Linked DNA regions of Mus musculus: region 1 is linked to region 2. The links are chromatin contacts, called in public promoter capture Hi-C maps. All regions are on one chromosome and are shown on one strand. The core of a region is the stretch at or near the end of the contact, and the rest is flanking DNA. Distances in the headings are between cores, read along the strand shown.

Region 1 (3,604 bases), core at 651-3,150, 130 kb after region 2:
TAACATGGTCTCTACTCAAAGATGACACACAGGAACTGGGCAAGCCTTTAATTCCAGCACATGGGAGGCAGAGGCAGGGAGAATTTCTGTGAGTTGGAGGCCATCCTGGGGCCTGGACTATGTATTGAGTTTCAGAACAGCCAAGACTACTACAGAGAAAAACTTTGACTAAAAAAAAAAAAAAAGAAAAGAAAAGGTTTGTGAATCATTTCCTATTTAAAGCCTATTATTTTGTATTATAAACTGAAAAGTTAAGCAATAATGATTAGACATAAAGAACTGGGACCTGCAGTGGGTAAAGGTGCGCACCACCATGTCTGATGACCTAACCTCAGTTGCTGGGACCTACATGACAGGAGAGAACCGACTCTCAAAGGTTGTCACCGGACCTCCACACTGCATGCATCCTTCCAACACTAGATAAATTCATTTTGATGCTGTGTTTTGGGATGCAGATTGCTCTGTTTGTTAGTTCGCTTTTGTTTTTTTGTTTTTGATGCAGTTTCACTAAGCAGACCTGGCTGGCCTTGGACTTCACAGGTCACCCTCAAACTCATGGATCGCCCTGTTTCTATTGCCCAAGTGCTGTGATTAGAGGCAGGCACTACCACTCCTGGCCCTCAAATTATTTTTTAGAAAATCATATGTCAGCAGGGCAGTGGTGAGGCATGCCTTTAATCCCAGCACTTGGGAAGCAGAGGTAGGCAGATTTCTGAGTTTGAGGCCAGCCTGGTCTACAGAGTGAGTTCCAGGATAGCCAGGGCTACACAGAGAAACCCTGTCTTGAAAAACAAACAAACAAAGACAAAAAAAAGAGAGAGAGAGAGAGAAAATCGTATGTCTTGGTACTATAAATCCACAACATCTTGCTGTTTAACCTCTGCAGATCATGTTATAAAATTAATGTTCACTTTCCAAATTACTAAGAAATTCTGGGGTTAGAGAGATGGCTCAGCAGTGAAGATCACTGGCTGTCCTTCCAGAGGATCCTGGTTCAAACTCCAGCACCTACACGGCAGCTCTCAACTGTCTGTAAATCCTGTTGCAAGGGATCTGAAACCTTACACAAGCACACACACAAGCAAAGCACCAACGCACACAAAATAAAAATACATCGTTAAAAGAAAGAAGTTGCAACGAAGTGTGCCTTTTTAGTACTGATGAGTTCCAGAGTATGTTGAGCCTCTTTGCAAATCTCACTTCTGAGTGTCACACACACACACACACACACACACCACTCAACTTTCTGATTGCCTACCTTGTACTCCCCATCGCCATGCAAATCTGCCAGTGCTAGAAAACACAAAAGGGTCGAAAAGGAGTCTCAGAATCTCAAAGATTTCTCCATGAAACCGTTCCCTGTTCCTCCCATCCTCCTAGAATCTGGGTGTCCCTAGATATGTCTAGAGACTCACACAGGCAGGAGGAGAAGGTGTGGATGTTGGCCATGGGGTCGTAGTGTGCGTCCAGCCATTTAGAATTGGCTTCGTTGCTGAGAGGGAAAAAAGATAGTTGGAAAGTGAGCCCCATGACGAAATAAATAAATAAATAAATAAATAAATAAATAAATAAAATCTCTAAGCGAGATGACGCCTGAAACAGAGCACGAACATCGAAAGGATAATACCAAGTCTAGATCTGAGCTCAATTGGCGCCCGGAGTGACCAGCCAATCACATACAGATACTTCTTGGCCATCAGCTTTCTTCTGATTTCTAAAGGGCCCTCCCAGAACTTCCACCGCTGCTCGAAAGCAAGAGCCCAGAACCCGCTACCAAGCACCATCTATTCATCTGAGGGAAAGGAAGCGGTGAGGATCCGGGACTTAACCTCTCAGCTCGCCCGCTGTCAGAATCCGATGAAGACGCCGCAGCCATTTTCCCAGGCGTCGCCTTGGCAACCAGCTCAGCCATCGCGCAACACCCAATAGAATCCGGGCATCCGAAAGCACAGGAACAAAGGTTCCGGGGTAAAATTGTCCCGGCTGGGACCAAATAAGCACTGGTTTCCTTGTCCTATGCAATGTTGACTTATGGTTTCTGCATTAAAGACAGGGGCCTGGGCTTTGAGGCCTGGGGAGGAGCGCTTTTTAGGGATTAAGACTAGACTGAGAAACAAATTAATGGGTGAGGATCTCATGTTAGTGTGTTACGGTTCTTTGGCTCCGGAAACATTTGAAAGTACAAGAGTGCTTGCTGCTCTTGCAGAGGACCCTGGACTGCTCAGCACCCACATGGCAGCTCACAATTCTGTAACCGTAGTTCCAGGGCATCTGATGGGGTCTTCTGGTCTCTGCTACCACCACCACACCCATGAAGAAAATGCACACGAACACACAAATCTTAAGAAATATGTCACAAAGAAGAGCTCCGGAACACGTTGTGAGTTTGTGCATTCCTTTGGAAATGATATTCAAAATCTTATTGTGGATTGGAAGCCTAAAGTGATGTAGTGTGCCCTCCCCTGGCTTTGAACTGGAAGAGAAAGAAACATACACTGCAGAGATGGTGGTCGTCATATTTATTTTTCTGGCTATAAAAGTAATACACGAAGAGCGCTGGATTTGGTGAGAATGCTTTGAGCCCTGGCTCTGTCACATGCCACCTGCCGGGTCTAGAACAGTCACTTCTCAGAATTGCCACCTTCCCATGTGGAAAACCGGACTAGGCACCCTGTTGAGCTCCGGCCATAGATGGCAGTGCAGATCCAGAAACTGAGGACATACGGTAAACTGCAAAGTGCTGACAAATGGAAGGGGTTCGCATCACCACCCTCAGCTGAGGTAGCACCAAAGTCCAAGCTCCTGCCCCTCCCTCCCCTGACTCCTAATCACACACAACTCAGAGCTACTGACAGCCCTGGTTTGACAAAGAGGGGAGAGACCACACAGATCTTCTCAAGCCTGGCCAGGTGGGGCCTCCTGGGCCTGGTTCCTCCAGAATCGGGCATCTGCTGCAGCCAGCTGGATAAGAACCTCCTCCAACTCGGGCCCATCCTCGGGAAACCGCTCACAGAAGGAGCGGATGAGACCAGCGGCTGAGGCCTCATACTCCACAAGTTGTACTTCTGAGCCTGGGGGATGGAGAGAAAACAGCAGCACAGAAAGATGTAGTTAGGGGCGGCGAGTTCTGAGCGAGCTCCGGCACAAACTGTCAATGTTCAGGATAGTTATCTAATTACCTACATCAGAATAACCCTGCCAGGAAGGCAGAATTACATGGGGGGAGACTTAGACTTAAATGAATTGCCACTTGACCTCATCCTTCCCTCAAGTCAAGATTTAAATCATGTCTGGCATGGTAGCACACACCATAATCCCAGCACTCAAGGAACTGGGGGAAAAGGATTATTAATTTTAAGGCTAGCCTAGGAAATCCTGGTCTCAACAAAGCCAACATAACCCCAACAATCACTAATAAAAATGACTGATAAAAGCACTCTGTCAGGGCTGGAGTGATAGCTCAGGGGGTTAGAGTACGAGTGGCTCTTGTTGAGGACTCTGGCTGCTCTTAGCCTGGCCTCCCGCACCCACACTGTGGCTCACAATCATCTGTAATTCCAGCCCCAGGGGATCCAATGCCCTCTTGTGGCTTCCAAGGGCACTG
Region 2 (3,904 bases), core at 319-2,818:
ATCACCACCACCACCAAAAAGTTAAATTTATAAGCACTGGCTGCTTTTACAGAGGACAGTAACTCCAATTTCAGGGAACCTGACACACTCTTCAGGCCACCATGGGCATTTCACACACACGGCACACATATGTGCAGATAAAACAACAGTTGAAAAAAAGATATGAACCAATTAGTATAGAGAAGACAAAAGTGGTATACTCAAGGGATGCTCATCATTCAAGGGATAGTTTCCATAAAACAGTTACTACTGTTTATTTTACGTGGAGTGTAAAGGCTGAAGTTCAGCAGTAGAAACTAGAGTGTATATGAGGTATATATTGGTATAGCAGAGAATTTTCTAAGTTTTTAAGAATGGTCAATGAGTAAGCAAAAAAATTGGCTAAGTACCACAAACTACACAGTCTAAGAACACTGATATCCTTTAAACACTGTCAAATGTCACAACACGGATCAAGCTATACAGAAAAACACTCACCAAGAGGGAGACTGTAAGAAAGCTAAGGGTAAACTCTCCAACATATATTCCTGGCTCCCACCAACTCCAGGAAATACATACTTGAGAAAAGAGATCAGTCTCTTGAACTGCAGGGTTGTGACTTAGGGAATGAATGAATGAATGGTCTAACAGTGAAAGGTGAATCTGCACTGATGAAAACCTAAAATGTGTATGAGGTCCGGGAGATGAGCCAGCTTCTCTTGAGTTTACCACTTTTACCTTCTCTACCCCACTGAGTCATCCTTTTTAACATGTTATGTTTTATCTGCATAGGTAGTAGATGTATGGAGAATACATCCCTAGCTCAGTTATGTCTCCTGCCCCCCACATTTGGTACAATATTAGGGACTAAGTCTAGTGTCTCAGTATGCTAGACAAGCACTCTTCTACTTCTTGAGACAGAATCCTCTGCCTGAAACTTGGTAAGTTGCCTAGAATGGCCTTGAACTGATTCCACATAGCTCAGGCAGCCCTTGACCTTCCAGACCCTCCTCTACCTTAGCCTCTTGAGTAAATTAAGAGGGCTCGTGTGTACAGCAAGTCTGGCTTAACTCTTATCTTTTCTTAGTCCTCCTTTCCAATAACCAGGAAGGTTCATTGAGGACAACTGTCTCTAAAGAGAAATCACAAGTATATTCTGGAAGCCTTGATACTAACAAGTTACTAGGTAAGGGTTTTTACAGCCCCACGATCCCAGGAAATACATACCTGAGAATGGAGATTGGTCTCTTAAACTGTGGGATTTTGACATAGGGAATAGTGTAATATTTGGGGGACTGGGGAGGGTGTCATTAAAAATTGGCAACAGTGAAAGGTGAATCTGCAATGATAAAAACTTAACATGTATATGAGGTCAGGGAGATGAACCAGCAGGCAAAATGCCTATGACACAAGCCTCATGATCCGAGTTCAATCTTCAGAATACACAAGGCAGGACAACCTTCACACTTGCACCATTTATCTATCTCCCCACTCCTCTTTTCTCTCCGTCACATATGTAAATAGATGTAGGATGTTTAAAAACCAAGTGCATGAGTCATCAACAATCTTGGTTCTGAACAAACAACACCTGAACATGCCATCACACCCACCCAGTATCAACAAACACTGTCTGAAACACTTCAGTGCCGAGTCCATACTGTGTCTTATGAATTACAGTGCTTTTATGCCTTCATAGAAACAGTGGTTGAATATAGAAAAATGGACTTTTAATACTTTCCTATCATTACTGTAGCACACTGGTGTATCACTGGCCTGTATTGTGTTAGCATGTTTCCTTCTACAAATGGTTGTTTTAAGTTGCTGACTTCATTTATAGTTTTTAAAACAAATTAAATGAATTATGGTTTAGGATTAGTATACATTTTTTCAACAATTTCTCTAATAGCCCTAGTTTGTGCCACTTTGTTTTCTGTATTTATACAAAATAGTTAATATACTCAGCACTGACAGTTACAAAATCAAATTAGCAAGCAACTCTGAAAAGTGATTAATGCTGTTGATTAACATTTAAACTTTTATGTTAAATAAGTTATGTTAAATAAGCACAGACGAGGGAGATGGCTCTGGATAAAAACATTTCTATAATTTCAGCATTCCTACAGCAGAATAGAGGTGAACAAGAAATTGACTTGAGGGAACTTCAGAGCAAGCTAGTGCCATGTGCACCCACATTCAGACACATGGGCAGACAGCCGTGCATACAAGCTACGGACTACAAAAGAAGCACATCGATCTCGACGGCATTCACGTTTGCTCATCTACAGTAAACAGACTTTTAGTTAGCTTTGCATATCCACATGGTAAGAAATGTGTCACCAAAAACAAGGGAAATGTTTAAGTATCTCTGATCTACATGAATTTACTTTTCTGTCTTTGTGTATGTGTGAAATAATTTCAAAGATACAAGGGGGGTGGGGACACACCAAACCATAGACAGTTTCACTGCTTAAAAACTTAACTTTCTTTTCATCTTCAAAATGGGTTAGGCCTGGTTGTGCAGCTCTGTAATCCAAGATACTCCAAGAGCCTTAGGAGGACTTTAAGTTCATGTCCAGGATAGGTAATTTAACTTCAAAGGCTACATAAGCATGTGTAATGAATGACCTATGCTTAATCTCCAGTACTGGAAAAAAGAAAACTCAGACCTACTGATCAAAAAAAAAAAAAATCCCTTATCAGGACTACCTACGATTACCTAAGGGACGGACAGATCCAAATGCAAAGAGGAAAGGAATCTCACCTGTTTAAAATGTGCCTGAAACAGAGTAGTTACCTAGAACTCTCACCCCAGAGAGTCTATTTGCTGCTCATTCTAAATTTTTGCTAAATTTCTTTAAAAAACAAAAACAAACTAGACCTCCGTTACTATAAAAACATGGACACATTCATTGCTTAAGTTCCCCTCATCCTCTGACCACTATCATGCACTATAATACAATACACCCTTACCCACAATTCTATTTACTTACTATGTTCACTGTCCTTAATATAAAACTTATTTGGATGATGGCACTTCCATTAGTCTAGGTGGTGAAGACAACATGTAAGACAAACAGAACATGAAATAATACAGTCTTTTAAAATAAAAAACGACACAGCTTAGTACAAAACTAACTTTGGATTGGTAGAAATAGAAGCTGGATGAAAATAAGTTTTAAGAGAAAACTCAAGCAAGGGACTTAAGTTAGTAAATGCACTTGCCATTAATCCTGACAACTTTAGTTCCATCCCCAGGACCCATATGGGATAACCAACTCTTACTAGCTGTCTTCTGACCTCCACATGCATGCCACAGCCACACATACACACATTGTAAAAAAAATTTTTTTTAATTAAAGCAAATAGTAGAAAGCAAACAATTGAAAAGGTTTTGCTTCAGACAAGTGAAAGTAACGAAGTTAACTGGTAAGGAAAACATGACCAAACTTTCTCTACATGAAAATAACACTACGTACTACTGATACATTGATCCAGTCAAAAAAGGAAATCATTTCACAGGATATAAGCCACAGGAAAGAGGAAGTGGCCCTAAAATGTATGTGAGTGGACTGGCCTTATTAAGACTAGCTAATTTAGAGGGAACATGATATGGATTCAAATGCCTGAAAGCGGGTATATGTGGTGAGAGTAGTGGGTAGCTGTAATCCCAGCATTTGGGAAGCAGAGACAGGAGATAAACCATTTGAAGGCTACTAATACCAAAGAGCAAGAATTAAAACCAAAATGGGATGGAGATGGCTTGTCAGTTAAGAGTTCTGGCTGCTTTTCCAGAGAACCTGGGTTCAATTCCTAGGAAATATGTGGGAGCTTACAACTATCTGTAACTCTATGTTCTAAATGATCTGATGCATTCTTCTGGCCTCCAAAGGTGCCAGGCATGCATGTGTTATATAGACTAAAATAT

The links. Promoter capture Hi-C pulls out the DNA fragments that hold promoters and counts their contacts.
Region 1: a promoter capture Hi-C map of the C10 cell line shows a contact between it and region 2. The contact joins the promoter of Bbs1 here to the enhancer-like site in region 2. A contact is called at or near these places in 12 of 39 promoter capture datasets (the C10 cell line, cranial neural crest, embryonic stem cells and 6 more), 13 of 484 Hi-C or Micro-C datasets (the HPC-7 cell line, Th2 cells, bone marrow-derived macrophages and 10 more), 9 of 115 datasets of contacts at active chromatin or transcription factors (bone marrow-derived macrophages, embryonic basal ganglia, embryonic hindbrain and 3 more) and 3 of 9 other capture datasets (adipose tissue, liver and pancreatic islet).

The regions. Positions count from the first base shown.
Region 1 is chr19:4,904,727-4,908,330 of GRCm38.p6, forward strand. Bbs1 (Bardet-Biedl syndrome 1 (human)) reads right to left here and starts at 1,901. Exons shown (of 17, transcript NM_001033128.3): 1 at 1,830-1,901; 2 at 1,416-1,492; 3 at 1,259-1,293. The coding sequence starts at 1,876. Dpp3 (dipeptidylpeptidase 3) reads right to left here. Exons shown (of 18, transcript NM_133803.2): 18 at 2,503-3,071. The coding sequence ends at 2,896.
Region 2 is chr19:4,771,418-4,775,321 of GRCm38.p6, forward strand. All of the region lies in intron 2 of Gm21992 (predicted gene 21992), which reads right to left. Among named protein-coding and RNA genes, the nearest start is that of Rbm4b, 17 kb to the left of the region's middle. Within about 2 kb of position 1,569, at least 7 of the 459 cell types and tissues checked have an H3K27ac peak or open chromatin away from gene starts, as enhancers often do.